5 separate regions of the Sus scrofa genome follow, and all the other regions are linked to region 1. A link is a contact called in public Hi-C, HiChIP or PLAC-seq and promoter capture Hi-C data. All regions are on one chromosome and are shown on one strand. Each heading gives the region's core, a stretch centred on a gene start, on an enhancer-like site or on the middle of the called end of the contact. The rest is flanking DNA. Distances are from core to core; before and after follow the strand shown.

Region 1 (2,700 bases), core at 119-2,618:
TCCTAAACCAGGTATGGTACCCCAGGGGGAGGAAGAAGCTGAGTACCTTCTTGGGGGGGGGGGAGACATGTTTCAAAAGGTGTTCCCACTTGTGACTCAGCAGGTTACAAACCCGACAGTGTCCATGAGAATGCAGGTTCAATCCCTGGCCTCACTCGGTGGGTTAAGAATCCAGTGTGGCCACAAGCTGTGGTGTAAGTCACAGATGCAGCTCGGATCCTGTTTGGCTGTGGTGTAGGCTGGCAGCTGCAGCTCAGATTAGACCCCTAGCCTGGGAACTTCCACATGCTGCAGGTGTGGCCATAAAAAAAAAAGTAAACAAGAAAACATACTTCATGTTACTTCCAATAAAGTGAGGGTGTTGGAACTGGGCTCAGGCAACTTGACAGCAGGTTGTTACTGGGAGTGATTGCAGGTGGACTCTTCCTGAGCACTTACTCTCCTCTAATGGCTCATTAAATGTTCATCTCTGAGGAGCTTATTTCTAACCTCATTTCACAGATGGGCCAATCAACCCTCAAAACTCATAAAGCTAGCTGGTCTGGGCGCTTGGGGTGGGTCAGGCTGTGCGACTGTATCTGAAGTCAAGCCTAGGGTTGAGCGCTCTACATGGGGGATAACTATCTTCCTATCTTCCTAGTTAGCCTCGGTGGCAGATCATGACAATCCAGGGCAAAATATGCTGTTATAAGAACAGAAGATGAGATAGATGCTCTAGGGCAGGATGAAATAATGCTTGCTCTGTGCCAGGGATTGTGCTGGGTACTGAACGCCAGGCAGAAGGACAAACAGGGGCAAAGGATCAGGGACGGGTGGAGCTGCACACAAGGTTGCACCACAGGACTAAAGGCAAAGCTGAGGAAGCCACTGGGAAGAGAGCATTATACACAGCAGCCAGTAGAGACATTGAAACCCAGGGCTTCCATTTCCTGAGGTGGCCTAACCTTGGCCTGGCCTCTCACTCTGAGCCTGTTTCCTCACCAGTGAGGGACAAGTCCTGCCTTCTAGGGTGGGTGACAAAAAAAGCACAAGGCACACAGCCAGTACCCCCTAAGTGTGCACGTATGTATGAGAAGACGCTGCCGGTTCCACACGCGAGGCCCTCAAGCAAGGATGCCAAGGGCGCTTTGGCCTCGTAGTACCCAGCAAAAGCTCTGCCGCCAGCAACTCGGGGAACCGCGCGCATGCGCCAACCCGTGCCGTCACAGTCACGTGCTGAGCGTTCGGTACGGGCTGCAAGAGGCAGGCTCTGAGTGACAGGTAGGATGACCTGTCAGGGAGCGGTACTCGGGCAAAGCGGCTGTTGATTGGGGATATTCTCAGACAGAGGCGGGCTCTTTAACGTCCTGGTTACTATGACGCCCGGCCCCCGCCCCCTCGGCTGGCCGCCATCTTGTTGTTGATCCGTACCTAGTGGGCAGCGCCGGGAGCAGGACCGAGCGGCCGGTTCGGGGCCGCTGCTGCGGGGCTCAGCCACCTCCGCTGCCTGCCAGGGGGCGGGCCGAAACCTGGAGGCCCGGGGGGCCCACCTCCCGTGGGGAGCCGTGGGCACCCGCTGCCCGGGCCCGGCCGGTGAGTGACAGGAGCTGGGCTGAAAGACCAGCCTGACGCCGCGGGGCGGGCGGCGGCGGGCTTGGGGTTGGACCTGGCGCGCGCAGGGCAGGGGCATCGGCTGAGCATCGCTCGAGCGTCCTGACCGGCCGTCCTTGGAGCCTCCTAGATGCTGGCGCCGAGGCCGGAGGACAGCCTCGGGGTGGAGATCTGAGAGCCTCGCGCCCGAGGACCGGCCAGCGGGGTAGCGGGAAACTAGTTTTTCTGACCCAAGCCCTGGGCTCCGCTGACCGGCAGCATTGAAACGTGTCCAGTGCCAGCTTGATGCTCTCCGGGGTCTTGTGTTGTTCCGGGGTGAGAAGTACGCGTAACATTTTCTTAGATGTGACTTTGAAACCTCTTGAGACTGAGACTAGACGAAACATGCAAAAGCTCCCTCGAAGCAGGCAGGCCAGTGTGATAGCCCTGTGATTCTGACAGGGCGAAGGCCCTCTGCCCGACCCCTGACTCCTTGGAGTTCACCGTTTACTTCTTCCTCAAGGGCCTGGTTAAATGCCCATGATGACCGAATTTTATTTTGAGATAAAATTTGTTTGGCTTTGGAGCACCGCTGTTTGAAGTTGGGGTAAGTCTTCTTCTCTTTGCTCTGGGAGAAAGTGACTATTATGATGATGACTTGATTGATTTTATTTCCTAAAGAGAGATTTTGTCACTGTAGTCAGGACACAAAGGAAATGTAGGAGTATGTTAGAATCAGAAAAATAAATGAAACTTTTTTGTCTTTTGATTGGTATGGAACTGTCAAATTAAATTTTAAAAGAGTAAGTATGTCTTGCCCAATGAAAACAGACTGCCAGGCCGTTTTTTGTGAGGATAGGGGGGTTAGATACCCCGGGCAAGGTGTGCAAGTCTTGTAAGAGCTCTGAGTGCTCCACGGCACATTTTTCTTTCCCTGGGGTCCCTTGGATCCTCAGCACAGGCTCCTGTATATGGTCATACAGAAATCCTCTCTAGATGACTGAGACGTCAAGCAACAATACTTTGTGTACTTGTGTCAGGATCTTGTCATGTCAGAATATTTAATTTTGAAAGAAACCAGCTCCTTGGTCAGGAAATCTCTTTGGAGAAAATGCTGAAACCGGGGGCAGC
Region 2 (2,700 bases), core at 114-2,613, 67 kb after region 1:
CCCCTTGTTGGAACCTCTCCAGCCTGGGGATGTGCTGTACCTCCTGAGTTCCTATATTTTGGGAGCAGATGCTGCCCCCATTCTGCTCTTCATCACGAGAGGCTGTACCCACTTATAGTCAGCGTTTTCCTGGCATTGAGAAGAGCAGGGCTGGGATCTGCTGCTTCTCCCGCAGGGCAGGGTCCCTCCTTCTTTCAGCACTTTTAAACACTTGGGAGACCCAGCCTTGTTATCTGTTGAGTGGTGGGCATGCGCATCTGCACATGCTGTTTGCCACTATTTTGCCCTGCTCCATGCCAGAGAGCCCTGTCCCTGCCAGGCCCTGTTTCCCCAGCCCCAACTTGGGACCAAAGTGCAAGACGGGATCACTGGTTGGGGCGCTCAAGCGACCCCTCTGTGTAGTGCTTCCCTGGGCCAAGTCGACACCAGCCCCCTAGCGGGGTGGGATGGGCGGTGCTTAAAAGAAAGGGGACCAGTGTAGCAACATGCTGGGGACCCCACCCCTCTCATGTCCGGTCCTGTGCAGTGGGCGTGGGGTTTCTCCTAAGGGGCCAAAGGCCTGAGCTAGTTATGTAGCTGCTGCTCACTTGCTCACGGCTGGCCATGTGCACACTCCTAGATGCAGAATGCTTTGAACTTTAGAGCTGTTCAATTTGGTCTTTGTGCAGATTTAATGTTTTAGTGGAAAAAATTTGGGAGAATCCTGGGAAGGTCCTGGTTCCTTTGCTTCTCCGGGAACTGTAAGGCCTGGCCTCGAGGACCACTCTCTGCTCCACTTTGCTGGAAGCTGCCTAAGCCTGTCCACGCTGCCCGAGCCCTGCACCCGGATACTACACTTGGCTCCGGCCGTGTCCGGGCGCGGTTGCTTTTTCTTGGGACCTTGAGCGCGGGAGAGGGGGTGCTCGAGCCTTGGGCCGAACCTGCCCCTTTCCGTACACCTAGCGCTGCCCGCCCCGCTTGTGTCTGAGGTCGTGTATGTCAAAATAAAGCCGCTAGAAACTGAGGCGTGTCCGTGTCTTTGAAAAAAAAACAAACCCAGAAACTCGGGGTGGACTGGCCTAGCCCAGCCCGGCCTCCTCGCGCCCTCGGCCCCGCCCCAGTTCCTCCGGCAGGGCGGGGCCGGAAGCGGCTGGGGTGCGGCTGACCTGGGCCCGAGAGGACGGAAGCCTCGCCTGCGGCGCGAGCTCCGCCTTTGGATCCGCCAATGGCAAGCCGACCCGCGGATCCGGTCCCGGTCGCCATGGCAGCCAGGCGCGCTCCGCTCTCATTGGCTGAGTCTGCCGGAATACCGCGTCGCGGCGACCCGACGCCGATGGCCGTGCCACGTATGCCGCAGCTGATTGGCCCGCCCGGGCTCCCGTCATACACTGGCGGACGCCAGCCAGAGTTGGCAGCTCGCTGCTCTCGCTTCGGCGTCGCGTACTAGCTTGCCGCTGACTTGGACTTAGCGTCGACGCGGACTGGGCGGACAAGGCAGAACAAGAGTTGGTCAGTCTGGAGCGTGAAGGGAGCGGGAGGGTGTCATAGGGGTCGGCTGGGCGGGCCGCGGACACCTCGGAGCCCGGGACTCACTCTGGCCTCCAGCAGGCGCAATGAAGGCACTGATCCTGGTGGGTGGCTACGGGACGCGCCTGCGGCCGCTGACGCTAAGCATACCGAAGCCGCTGGTGGATTTCTGCAATAAGCCCATTTTGCTGCATCAAGTGGAGGCGCTGGCCTCGGTAAGGCCCAGGGACGGGGTCTTGGTGGGATTTGGCAGGGTGAGGGACGGCCAGCGACAGGAGGGCAGGGATCCCTGTGCCTTCGGCTGAGCCCGCCTGAAGGCCGGCACTGTTCATTCCCACAGGCAGGCGTGGATCACGTGATTCTGGCCGTGAGCTATATGTCTCAGATGTTGGAGAAGGAAATGAAAGCACAGGAGCAAAGGGTGAGGCACGGATTCTTGGCTTTTTCCCTTGGTCCCCGCTCAGCTTCCCACCCTAGTAGGAGAAACCTAACGGGGCCTTCTTCCTTCCAGCTAGGAATCCGAATCTCCATGTCCCATGAAGAGGAGCCTTTGGGAACAGGTCAGTAGAGACAAGAAGGTTCCTTGGGGAGGGTTTAGGGCCAGGAGAGGGGCAAGACTCTGTCTGCATGGGGCTTGCTGAGCCTGGGTCCAGAGGCTCAGACCTGGAAGATGATGGTGACCTCTTGCTCTTCCCCAGCTGGACCCCTGGCACTGGCCCGTGACCTGCTCTCTGAGACTGCGGAGCCTTTTTTTGTTCTGAACAGTGATGTGATCTGCGATTTTCCCTTCCAAGCCATGGTGCAGTTCCACCGCCACCATGGCCAAGAGGGCTCCATTCTGGTAAGGAAACAGGTCTTTCTTCTCCGATAACCCACCCCACCCCAGCCTCTCTCACCTCCCAGCTTTGAATTGCCCCAATGTTTTGGGTGCAGAACCATGCAGTATGTGCCTTTATGCATCTGGGGGCACAATCCCAGATATAAGACACCATGTACCTCAAGACTCAGGAGCCCTGGACTAGGTCTGAGGTCCCCCTGCACTCAGGTGACCAAAGTGGAGGAGCCCTCTAAGTATGGTGTGGTGGTGTGTGAGGCTGATACAGGCCGTATTCACCGGTTCGTGGAGAAGCCACAGGTGTTTGTGTCCAACAAGATCAATGCAGGCATGTACATCCTGAGCCCTGCAGTGCTGCA
Region 3 (2,700 bases), core at 37-2,536, 100 kb after region 1:
CTTGCCCACTCACAGTGCACACCACGCCTGCCCCTTGGGAAAGTGACTCTCGCCCTGATGCCCACCACTGGCCCTCTCACACCAAAGCAGGTGCAGGACAGATTAGACGTGGTCACTGATCTGATGAGCAAACCTTCCAGACATCCACTCGGGGTGTCAGGTGCTGAGGATACAGGTGAGAGGTGGACCTTGGCTTGGCTCGGGGGTCCCTGCCACGTAGACCCTGGTCAGCCCCGCCGGGGGATCAGGGCTCAGAACCAAACCGACCCCACCTAGGAGCCCAAGGACGCGAGGGTAGCGCTTCTCTTCCCGAAGTCGTCTCCGCCCGGCCTCAAGCTCCAGAGGCTCTTCCAGGCCAGCTCCAGCCTAGAGTCCTGCACCACGGGCTGCAACCCCCTGCACGGGAAGCACCCTCATGCTAGACTGGCCGGGCCGCAACGGAAGCTGCGGGGACCCGCCCCTCTTGGGCCCCCGTCGCCCCTCACTCACCCCCAGCCTCGGCCGTGGCGTCCCGGCTCACAACATCCGCCCAGCCTCTCGCCTACGGCGCCCGTTCAGGGCCAAACCGCGATTCTGCCGCGCAAGCGCATCGGCCCGCGCCCGGCCTCCGCCAGAGGGCGCCACCTGCAGCCTCCAGCTGGAATGTCCCGGCCCCTGCCTTTTGCCCAACCGCCTCACTGCCCAAATGCCTCCGACCCTCGTCTACTTAGGAGGCGCTCCTAGCCCAGTCTTGTCGCCACGCTGAGTCCTAGGAGACCTTGGCCTCCTACCTCAACTCCTACCGGTATTTGGAGGCCCAGCCCAGAGGTCCCCTCGGACGTCTGAAAGGCTGCTCCTCCCAGGGTCCCTGGTACCTGTCAGCCTCACTTCCATTCAGGCCAGACAAATGACCTCGCTCATCTTCCCTGGGATAGCATCTCTGGCAGAGCAAGGGGAGCTCGGTGGGCTCTGCTGCCAGGGGTGTGGGTCGACCTGCCTCCAGCTGGGGCTAAGTCAGCAAAAGGGGTAAGCTGCTTAGGGGGTTGGGTAGGGAACTTGACTTTACAGGAGAAAAGTTGAGGCTCAGAAAAGTTAAATATCACCACTTATGCTGGGGGCTGGGGGCTGAGGGCTGGAACCCGGCTCTGGCAGCAACCCCATACACACTGCTCTTCCTTTCAGAGCAGCCTAGGCTGTAGGGATGCCCCTGCCCTTCCCCAGCCCCAGCACCTCAGGTGTCCCCATTAAACCTTTCCAACACTGTCCACTACATAGGGAGGCCTCTTGGGAGCTAGCTGTGCCAGAGCGAAGACACTTGTACCTCACCTAGGGGGCCTGAGGTCTGGCACCACCCCTATTCCTGCCACTGGGTTTCAGGTCAGGCCCCAGCAGGCCTTGAGTGGGGGTGTGGAGCCAGAGCCACCCAATCCCGTAGGGACTAGTTTCACAACTTCCCGGATGGGGCTGTGGTGGGTCACAGTGCAGTCTCCAGCCAGGAGGATGGGGTGGCTCCCACTCCTGCTGCTTCTGACGCAGTGCTCAGGGGCCCCTGGTAAGTGCTCTTCCCCCTCACCCCCAGCCCTGATCCCCGCCTGCATTCAGAAAGGGGTTGGCCCTAGGCCCATCCCGCTATTCCAGCCAGAAACTTACTTTCCTACTGGGCATGGAGCAGTGAGCAACCTTAGCTTCTTGAGCAGAGCTGGGCAGCCCCAGGAACACATAAACACACTGCCTATTCTGGCCTACACTAAAACATCTGCTGCAGGAGTTCCCATTGTGGCTCAGTGGAAAGGCATCCGACTGGGGACCATGAGGTTGTGGGTTCGATCCCTAGCCCCATTCAGTGGATTAAGGATCTGGCATTGCCGTGAGCTGTGGTATAGGCTGCAGATGCGGCTTGGATCTGGCATTGCTGTGGCTCTGGTGTAGGCCAGCGGCTACAGCTCCGATTAGACCCCTAGCCTGGGAACTTCCATATGCTGCAGGTGTGTCCCTAAAAAAAAAGTCTGCTGCAGCATTGAGGCAGTGTTAGGACCACACACGCAGGCAGTAATCTCTCATAAGACTGATCTAACCCTCTAGCAGATGCCCTTACCCTGATGAGAGCCTATACTTGGAGTCAGAATACTTGGGTTTGGCTTCCGCCTATTTAGTATGATAACTCCAACCGTTACCATTCTTATCTGAGAAATGAGAGGAGCCAAGCCCCATAGGGCAAGCACCATCACCTGCTACTCTCGTAGAGTATATGTTTTACATCTGAGCCTAGTGCCTTGCCCATTAAACAAGCGTACTAGTGATAACTACCATGTGTGGGCCTGCTTCTCCCACCCCATACAGGGGTTTGACCCTTGAATGGACCCACAGGATCCATGAGAGAGGCCATGCAGTTTGATTTCCTGAATGAATAAAGTGTGGATGTGCTGATATTCACATGATGCTACAAATATCCACCCTGCAGGGCAGCGCTCGCCCTTAAATGACTTCCAGGTGCTCCCGGGTACTGAGCTGCAACACCTGCTACATGCAGTGGGGCCTGGGTCTTGGCAAGAGGATGTGGCAGATGCTGAGGAGTGTGCAGGGCGTTGTGGGCCCCTGATGGACTGCAGGTAAGAGGCCACAATATCCAGATAAAACTGGGTATAGGGGCACCAGGTGACCTTATGCCTCCCCCTCCCAGGGCCTTCCACTACAATGTGAGCAGCCATGGTTGCCAACTGC
Region 4 (2,700 bases), core at 85-2,584, 87 kb before region 1:
ACCCTGTCATACATGGAACCTGGGTTTGGGGCAAGAGCTCCCTGGTAAGCAGAGCCAGGGTCTCCTTGGGCCCGGAACTGCCCCTCTGTTTTCTACCCATCTGCTGCTCACTCTGTCACCTCAGGCCAGTGGGAGGCCTATCACGGGGATCCAAAGGACTCTGAGGACAGGTGGGGAGGGCTTAAAAAGGAGACTCTTATGCTCAAGTGCTGGGGACTGAAGATTAAGACCCTATAAGCTGGACAGGGGTAGAGACGGGACGCCATCTGCCTGTTGGCCACTGCACCTCTGGTGCCCATGACTGCAGGCACAGAGGAGGATGTATGCTCTACCAGAGGTGCCTGGGCTCTCCCCACTTGTGTCACGCCTGAGGCCAGGGGAGAGGTGAGTGGATTGTCCTGGAGCACTCCCACAGCTGTGGTCCCTACATCAGCTGGAAAGGCCTGTTTTTATCCCTCCGACTTGCATTCTTCATGCCCTTGCCTCATCCTTGGGATCCAGGGGTCCCCACCCAGCTTCAGGCCCTGGGTGGGGACTGAGGAGAAGGCCCAGAGTCTTCTCTGAAGCTGAACTGAGGATCCTTCCCCACTGGGCCTCTGCAGCTTATGGGACCATGGGAATATCTGTTCATAGGAGAGGAGCTCAGAGAGGAAGGTGGTCTCTGGATGGGAAGGAAGCTTGGGCAGGAGAGGAGTCCCATAGACAGGAGATGGAGGAAGCACAAGGGGTGTCAGGTTTCCTGTGCGTCCAGAATGTGGGGCTTTGGGCCCCTTTCTGGGCCAAGGGTCTCCAGGGCAAGGATCCTCCAGGGAGCAGACACAGTTAAGCAGGTGCTTGACATAGGTGTACCCCTCTCCCTAATACTTCACCCCCAGACTCTGAACTCTTTTCTCAGAGCTACTTGATAGTCCTAAGTCCATCTAGAGAGCCAGGAGCTGGAATTGCTTCAGGGTTTCAAATTCCTGACTGGGCCACCAGAGGGAAGAGAAAGGGAGGGTTAGTTCTAGGCCCCCAGATGAGCTGGGGGCACCAGGAGTTTTCTGAGAGGCTTCCAGGGCTAGTGAAGGCTGGGCTGCCTTTCCCTTCGGGGAGGCCTGAGTAGTGGCCGGAGCAAGGAGAAGGTTGCTGGTGGCCATGGTGAGCCTGGGCCTGCCACTAGGGTGGGATAGGGTGAACACGGATTTCTCCCAGGGCTTAGGGAGTCCAGCCTTCCCATCGTGAGCTGTGCAGAGTGGGTATCAGCTCTTCTGCCTCATCTCCCTCCATCATAGCTCAGTGGGGCTGGGGTCAAGCAGGTGCCAATAAAGCCTGGGGGAAGTTCAGGATGGGAGCTGGGGCTGAGGAAGCACCAGATGACTCACACCCTCCTGATTGCCCATTGGTGTCACTGCTGTCTGGCACCAGGAGGGCATTATGGGGTACACTGACCTGCTTTGATGGGGGCCCAGGAGTCTGGTCTGAGATTCACCTTATGCAGAAGGCCCAGCCTTTCAGAGAATTTCCTCAGGGATCCAAAAGCTCTCTGGGGTCATACCTGAGGGCTGCAGACATAGCCCCATTTCAAACTCTGACACCTGTCTGGAACAGCAGCTTCATCAGTCATTCCCTCAGTGCAGCCCATGATATCCCAGGTCCACCTATAGTACTATTTCATGAACTAACTCCCTGCAACTGTAGAAGAGAGCAGGACTCCCCAGTGCCGGATGGGGCTGAGGGACATGGGTGCCGCTGTAAGTGTCTGAGACTTAGGAAAGCCTGGGTTGTGTCTCTTGCACTTATTCGCTCTGCCTGGAGAGAGGCAGCCCCAGGAATCAGTAGCTGAGCACTAATCTGGGATCTGCCAGGCTCTGATGAAAAACACCTTTTACTCCACACTAGGCTGGAGAGCTCTTCTCCATGAAGACCCCAGGAACCAAGCATCTCTTTACCCAGAGCCTCTGCTCTTCCCATGTGAGAGTCCATCCAGCTGGGAAGTGGTGCTACACTGGCCTAGATGACTTGGAGAACCACTCCCAGCATTTCCCATCTGGCACAAGGGGACCGGATGAGCCTCAGTCTCTCCCTCCATTCTTTTGGGGCTTGTTCCAATTGAGGTTTTTAACCCAATGAACATAGATTCCAAGAGAGCTGGCATGCTCATCTCTGGCTTATGGTGGCCCCCTGGGTAGGCTGCATTCTTCGGGTCTAAAGATGGTGACCTGGAGAATAACCTTCACACTTGTCCTCCCCTGGTGGCAGTCCTTGGCTCAAAGCTAGGCAGCAGGTGCCCAGTGGGTGGCAGAACCTGCCTGACCCAGTTCATTCCAGAGATGTGGCACTGGTCCCAGCCACCTTGCAATGACACCCTTGGACACTCTCAGAAACAACTTTTCTGGAGTTCCCACCATGGTATAGTGGGTTAAGAATAACTGCAGCAGCTCGGATCACTGTGGAGGCACAGGTTAATCTCCAGCCCTGCGCAGTGTGTTAAAGGATCTGGTGTCACCACAGTGGCAACATAGGTCACAGCTGCAGCTCGGATTCAATCCCTGGCCTGAGAACTTCCACATGCTGTCAGTGCAGCCATTAAAAAAAAAGAAAGAAAGAAAGAAACAACTGTTCCTCCAGAAACCCCATTCCCATCAGTCCATCCCAATAGGAACTCACATCCCCAGCCTCTATAAGGAGGGATGGCTCTGCTCCTGAGCCTCCCCATGGCCT
Region 5 (2,700 bases), core at 135-2,634, 100 kb before region 1:
AAAGTCTGGCAGTGGGGAGTCTTTTTTTTTTTTTTTTTTTTTTTTTTGTCTTTCCTAGGGGCACACCTGCAGCATATGGAGGTTCCCAGGCTAGGGGTCTAATCGGAGCTGTAGCCGCAGGCCTACACTGCAGCCACAGCAATGTGGGATCCAAGCCGTGTCTGCGACCTACACCACAGCTCATGGCAATGCCGATCCTTAACCCACAGAGTGAGGCCAGGGATCGAACCCACAACCTCATGGTTCCTAATTGGATTCGTTAACAACAGCCACGACGGGAACTCCGGGAGTCATATTTTAAAGCTGCAGAGTGATGTGTCATGTTGTAGTTTGAGAGACCCCTCTGCTGCCCCTAAGATGATCCCTTCAGGTTGGAGAAAGAGGCTGGGGTAATGTTCAGAGGGAGAGAGAGCCCAAAGAGGGCAGAGTGGCTAGCACTCCTTCAAGGTGACAAATGCAAGGGCAGTCGGGCAGTTTCTAAGCTTGGTCAGATCTTGTGAGTTCAACTTGGAAGAGTGCTTGTACTCGGCACGCAAGACCCATCAGCTGACTACCCCCACATGGCTTACCTGCCCCCCTCCTGAAGGCTGAGTGGATAAGCAGGGAGAAAAAGGCACTCTGTGGACCTCTGCTGTCAAAGACCAAGGGTTTCTGAGAGGAGATGCCAGCCTGGGGGCAGTGAACATTTGGGCCACACGGCGGCAGCAGAGACCCAATTGTTGGCTGCTGCACCCCCACACCCTCACCCCCAAAACAGGTGAACAGGTGATTAAAGAGAGCCTGTGAGGTTTCCTCCCAAATCCCAGAAGTCTCTCCTAATTTCCTCAGTCAGAATAGGGGTCACAGGAACCCATGTCTCATCCCTAGGCAGAGAATGTTTCATTTTAGTCTTGCCCAGCGTGACTATCTTTAGACATGTTGATTGTGGAACATAGGAATGGTGCCATAACTTCTGATGTGTGTTTATTCATTTCCGGGCCAATTCTCGTTAAAGGAGGGAGTGTCTTTTATGTTGCCTCAGGCACAGTATCCTCTTAGCACTGGGAGTGGCCACCCAAGTGCTGTTCCTCTCTGTCACCAAATGCTCACTGAGCTCCAGCTTAAAGGGGTAGGGGAGTCCAGGATTAGAAATGGGGGAAGGGGGGAGTTCCCACTGTGGCTCAATGGTAATGAACCCGACTAGTATCCATGAGGATGTGGTTTCGATCCCTGGCCCTGCTCAGTGGGATAAGGATCCAGTGTTGCCGTGAGCTGTGGGTGTAGGTCTCAGACACTGCTTGGACCTGGCGTTGCTGTGGCTGTGGTGTAGGCCAGCAGCTGCAGCTCCGATCTAACTCCTAGTCTGGGAACTTCCATATGCCACAGGTGCAGCCCTAAAAAGAAAAAAAGAAAAAGAAAGAAAAAGATAAAGAAAAAAAGGAATGAAGGCAGGGGATGTCAGGTATCTAGAGTAAACTGTGCACAGGGTCTGTGAGACCCACAAACTGCACCTGGCACTGCCTGGATCAGGTAGGCTTCCTGGAGGAGATGCCACCTAAGTTGCAAGAGAAGGAAGGTAAAAGCTTGCTCCTGAAGGAGGAACAAGGAGTCTGGATTGGGTGGTGAATAGAGGATATACATGTAGGGTCAGGAGCTCTGTTGGGCTGAGAGCTTCTCTCCCCACGACCGCCTTACCCTCCAAAGCTCTGGGACTCACAGTTCACGGGTCCTTCAGACCTCAGCCTAGGGCAACCTGGTGAAGATTACCCTCCCTCCAGGGTCCAGGCCCACCTGGCTGAGGGGGCTGTAAGGCTGAGAATGTCCCCTAAGGCCCCCCTCCAATGTTGGGGGGGCCAGTTACCAGGGAGCAGCTGCTGAAGTCCAGGTAAGAGGTGTCAAGAGCAGACCTAGGGTGACTTCCCTCCCCCTGCCTCATACCTCTCAGAGCCTGGAGAGAGAACTCTGGGCAACCACCCAGTTAGAACTACATCCTCATCTCAGAGACCGAGAGACTGAGTCCCAGCCTGGCTTCAGAGCAGGTTAGAGGTCCCCTGGGAGCCAAAGCCCATGTTTCCACCATACCAGGGAGGCACTGGAGCAGAGCCAGGAACAAAGGCCAGCATTGCATATTTTGTTGTCCTCATCCTACAGCTGCCACCTACTGAGGCAGTGGTGGACGGACCAGAGCTAGGGTTGGGCCTCCACATAAGCTGCTTCTCCTTTGACTCTAATGTCCAACCAGCAGGACATTACAACTTCTACTCCCTGGGTGGGCAGGGTGCAATGCACTGTCCTCTGACAGCGTCCTGTAGCTGTCAGCCCAGGGCAGGCCCACAGAGGAATAGTTCCTGCCTAAGCGAGGGTAGTGCCACTCCTGGGGTCTCCCCACACTTCCCCTCTGGTTCTCCACACATTGGTGGTCTCTGTTTCCCACACGGTGGGTCCACCAGGCCCTGCCCAGAAACAAGGGTCTGAGGATGTTGTAATATCCTGGAGCCAAGAGAAGAAATAGACCAGGTGGTCCTCAAAGTGCTGGGGCAGCCCCCCCACCCCGCCCCTTCACTTCCTCCTTGTCGGTCGTGGTGGGGGGAGTGGAGGCAGAACAGGAAGGCTCAGACCTACTTAACCTCTTTCCAGGTCACTCCAGCACAACCATCCAGAGGCCATAGAGAAAAAGGCGCCCAGGAGTAGATGCAGGACTCAGGCTTCAGATTGCGGGAA

Evidence for each region. Promoter capture Hi-C pulls out the DNA fragments that hold promoters and counts their contacts. A called contact is a pair of places that touch in the nucleus more often than the background predicts. HiChIP or PLAC-seq counts read pairs in DNA pulled down with a chosen protein or histone mark.
Region 2: a Hi-C map of liver shows a contact between it and region 1, with 2.1 times the contacts expected there. The contact joins the promoter of GMPPB here to the promoter of IP6K1 in region 1. A contact is called at or near these places in 3 of 5 promoter capture datasets (fetal liver and liver), 7 of 47 Hi-C or Micro-C datasets (alveolar macrophages, embryonic fibroblasts, fetal heart ventricle and 3 more) and 2 of 2 datasets of contacts at active chromatin or transcription factors (alveolar macrophages and skeletal muscle).
Region 3: an H3K27ac HiChIP or PLAC-seq map of skeletal muscle shows a contact between it and region 1. The contact joins the promoter of MST1 here to the promoter of IP6K1 in region 1. A contact is called at or near these places in 3 of 5 promoter capture datasets (fetal liver, fetal skeletal muscle and liver), 3 of 47 Hi-C or Micro-C datasets (embryonic fibroblasts, fetal heart ventricle and liver) and 2 of 2 datasets of contacts at active chromatin or transcription factors (alveolar macrophages and skeletal muscle).
Region 4: a contact with region 1 is called in an H3K27ac HiChIP or PLAC-seq map of alveolar macrophages. The contact joins the enhancer-like site here to the promoter of IP6K1 in region 1. A contact is called at or near these places in 3 of 5 promoter capture datasets (fetal liver, fetal skeletal muscle and liver), 4 of 47 Hi-C or Micro-C datasets (mesenteric adipose tissue, retroperitoneal adipose tissue and skeletal muscle) and 2 of 2 datasets of contacts at active chromatin or transcription factors (alveolar macrophages and skeletal muscle).
Region 5: a promoter capture Hi-C map of liver shows a contact between it and region 1, with 2.8 times the contacts expected there. The contact joins the promoter of MST1R here to the promoter of IP6K1 in region 1. A contact is called at or near these places in 5 of 5 promoter capture datasets (fetal liver, fetal skeletal muscle, liver and 1 more), 17 of 47 Hi-C or Micro-C datasets (alveolar macrophages, blood, brain and 10 more) and 2 of 2 datasets of contacts at active chromatin or transcription factors (alveolar macrophages and skeletal muscle).

The regions. Positions count from the first base shown.
Region 1 is chr13:32,318,673-32,321,372 of Sscrofa11.1, reverse strand. It overlaps IP6K1 (inositol hexakisphosphate kinase 1), which reads left to right and starts at 1,368. Exons shown (of 5, transcript XM_021068778.1): 1 at 1,368-2,176.
Region 2 is chr13:32,251,818-32,254,517 of Sscrofa11.1, reverse strand. It overlaps GMPPB (GDP-mannose pyrophosphorylase B), which reads left to right and starts at 1,363. Exons shown (of 10, transcript NM_001244541.1): 1 at 1,363-1,488; 2 at 1,585-1,721; 3 at 1,847-1,927; 4 at 2,018-2,066; 5 at 2,205-2,347; 6 at 2,552-2,700. The coding sequence starts at 1,593. IP6K1 (inositol hexakisphosphate kinase 1) reads left to right here. Exons shown (of 5, transcript XM_021068778.1): 5 at 1-1,003.
Region 3 is chr13:32,218,631-32,221,330 of Sscrofa11.1, reverse strand. It overlaps MST1 (hepatocyte growth factor-like protein), which reads left to right and starts at 1,286. Exons shown (of 16, transcript XM_021068776.1): 1 at 1,286-1,531; 2 at 2,441-2,588; 3 at 2,660-2,700. The coding sequence starts at 1,438. All of the region lies in intron 1 of RNF123 (E3 ubiquitin-protein ligase RNF123), which reads right to left.
Region 4 is chr13:32,406,000-32,408,699 of Sscrofa11.1, reverse strand. All of the region lies in intron 18 of MST1R (macrophage-stimulating protein receptor), which reads left to right. Among named protein-coding and RNA genes, the nearest start is that of CAMKV, 5.9 kb to the right of the region's middle. Within about 2 kb of position 1,334, at least 2 of the 83 cell types and tissues checked have an H3K27ac peak or open chromatin away from gene starts, as enhancers often do. A contact at or near this core is called in alveolar macrophages, where this site is marked.
Region 5 is chr13:32,422,298-32,424,997 of Sscrofa11.1, reverse strand. MST1R (macrophage-stimulating protein receptor) reads left to right here and starts at 1,384. Exons shown (of 19, transcript XR_002337520.1): 1 at 1,384-2,700.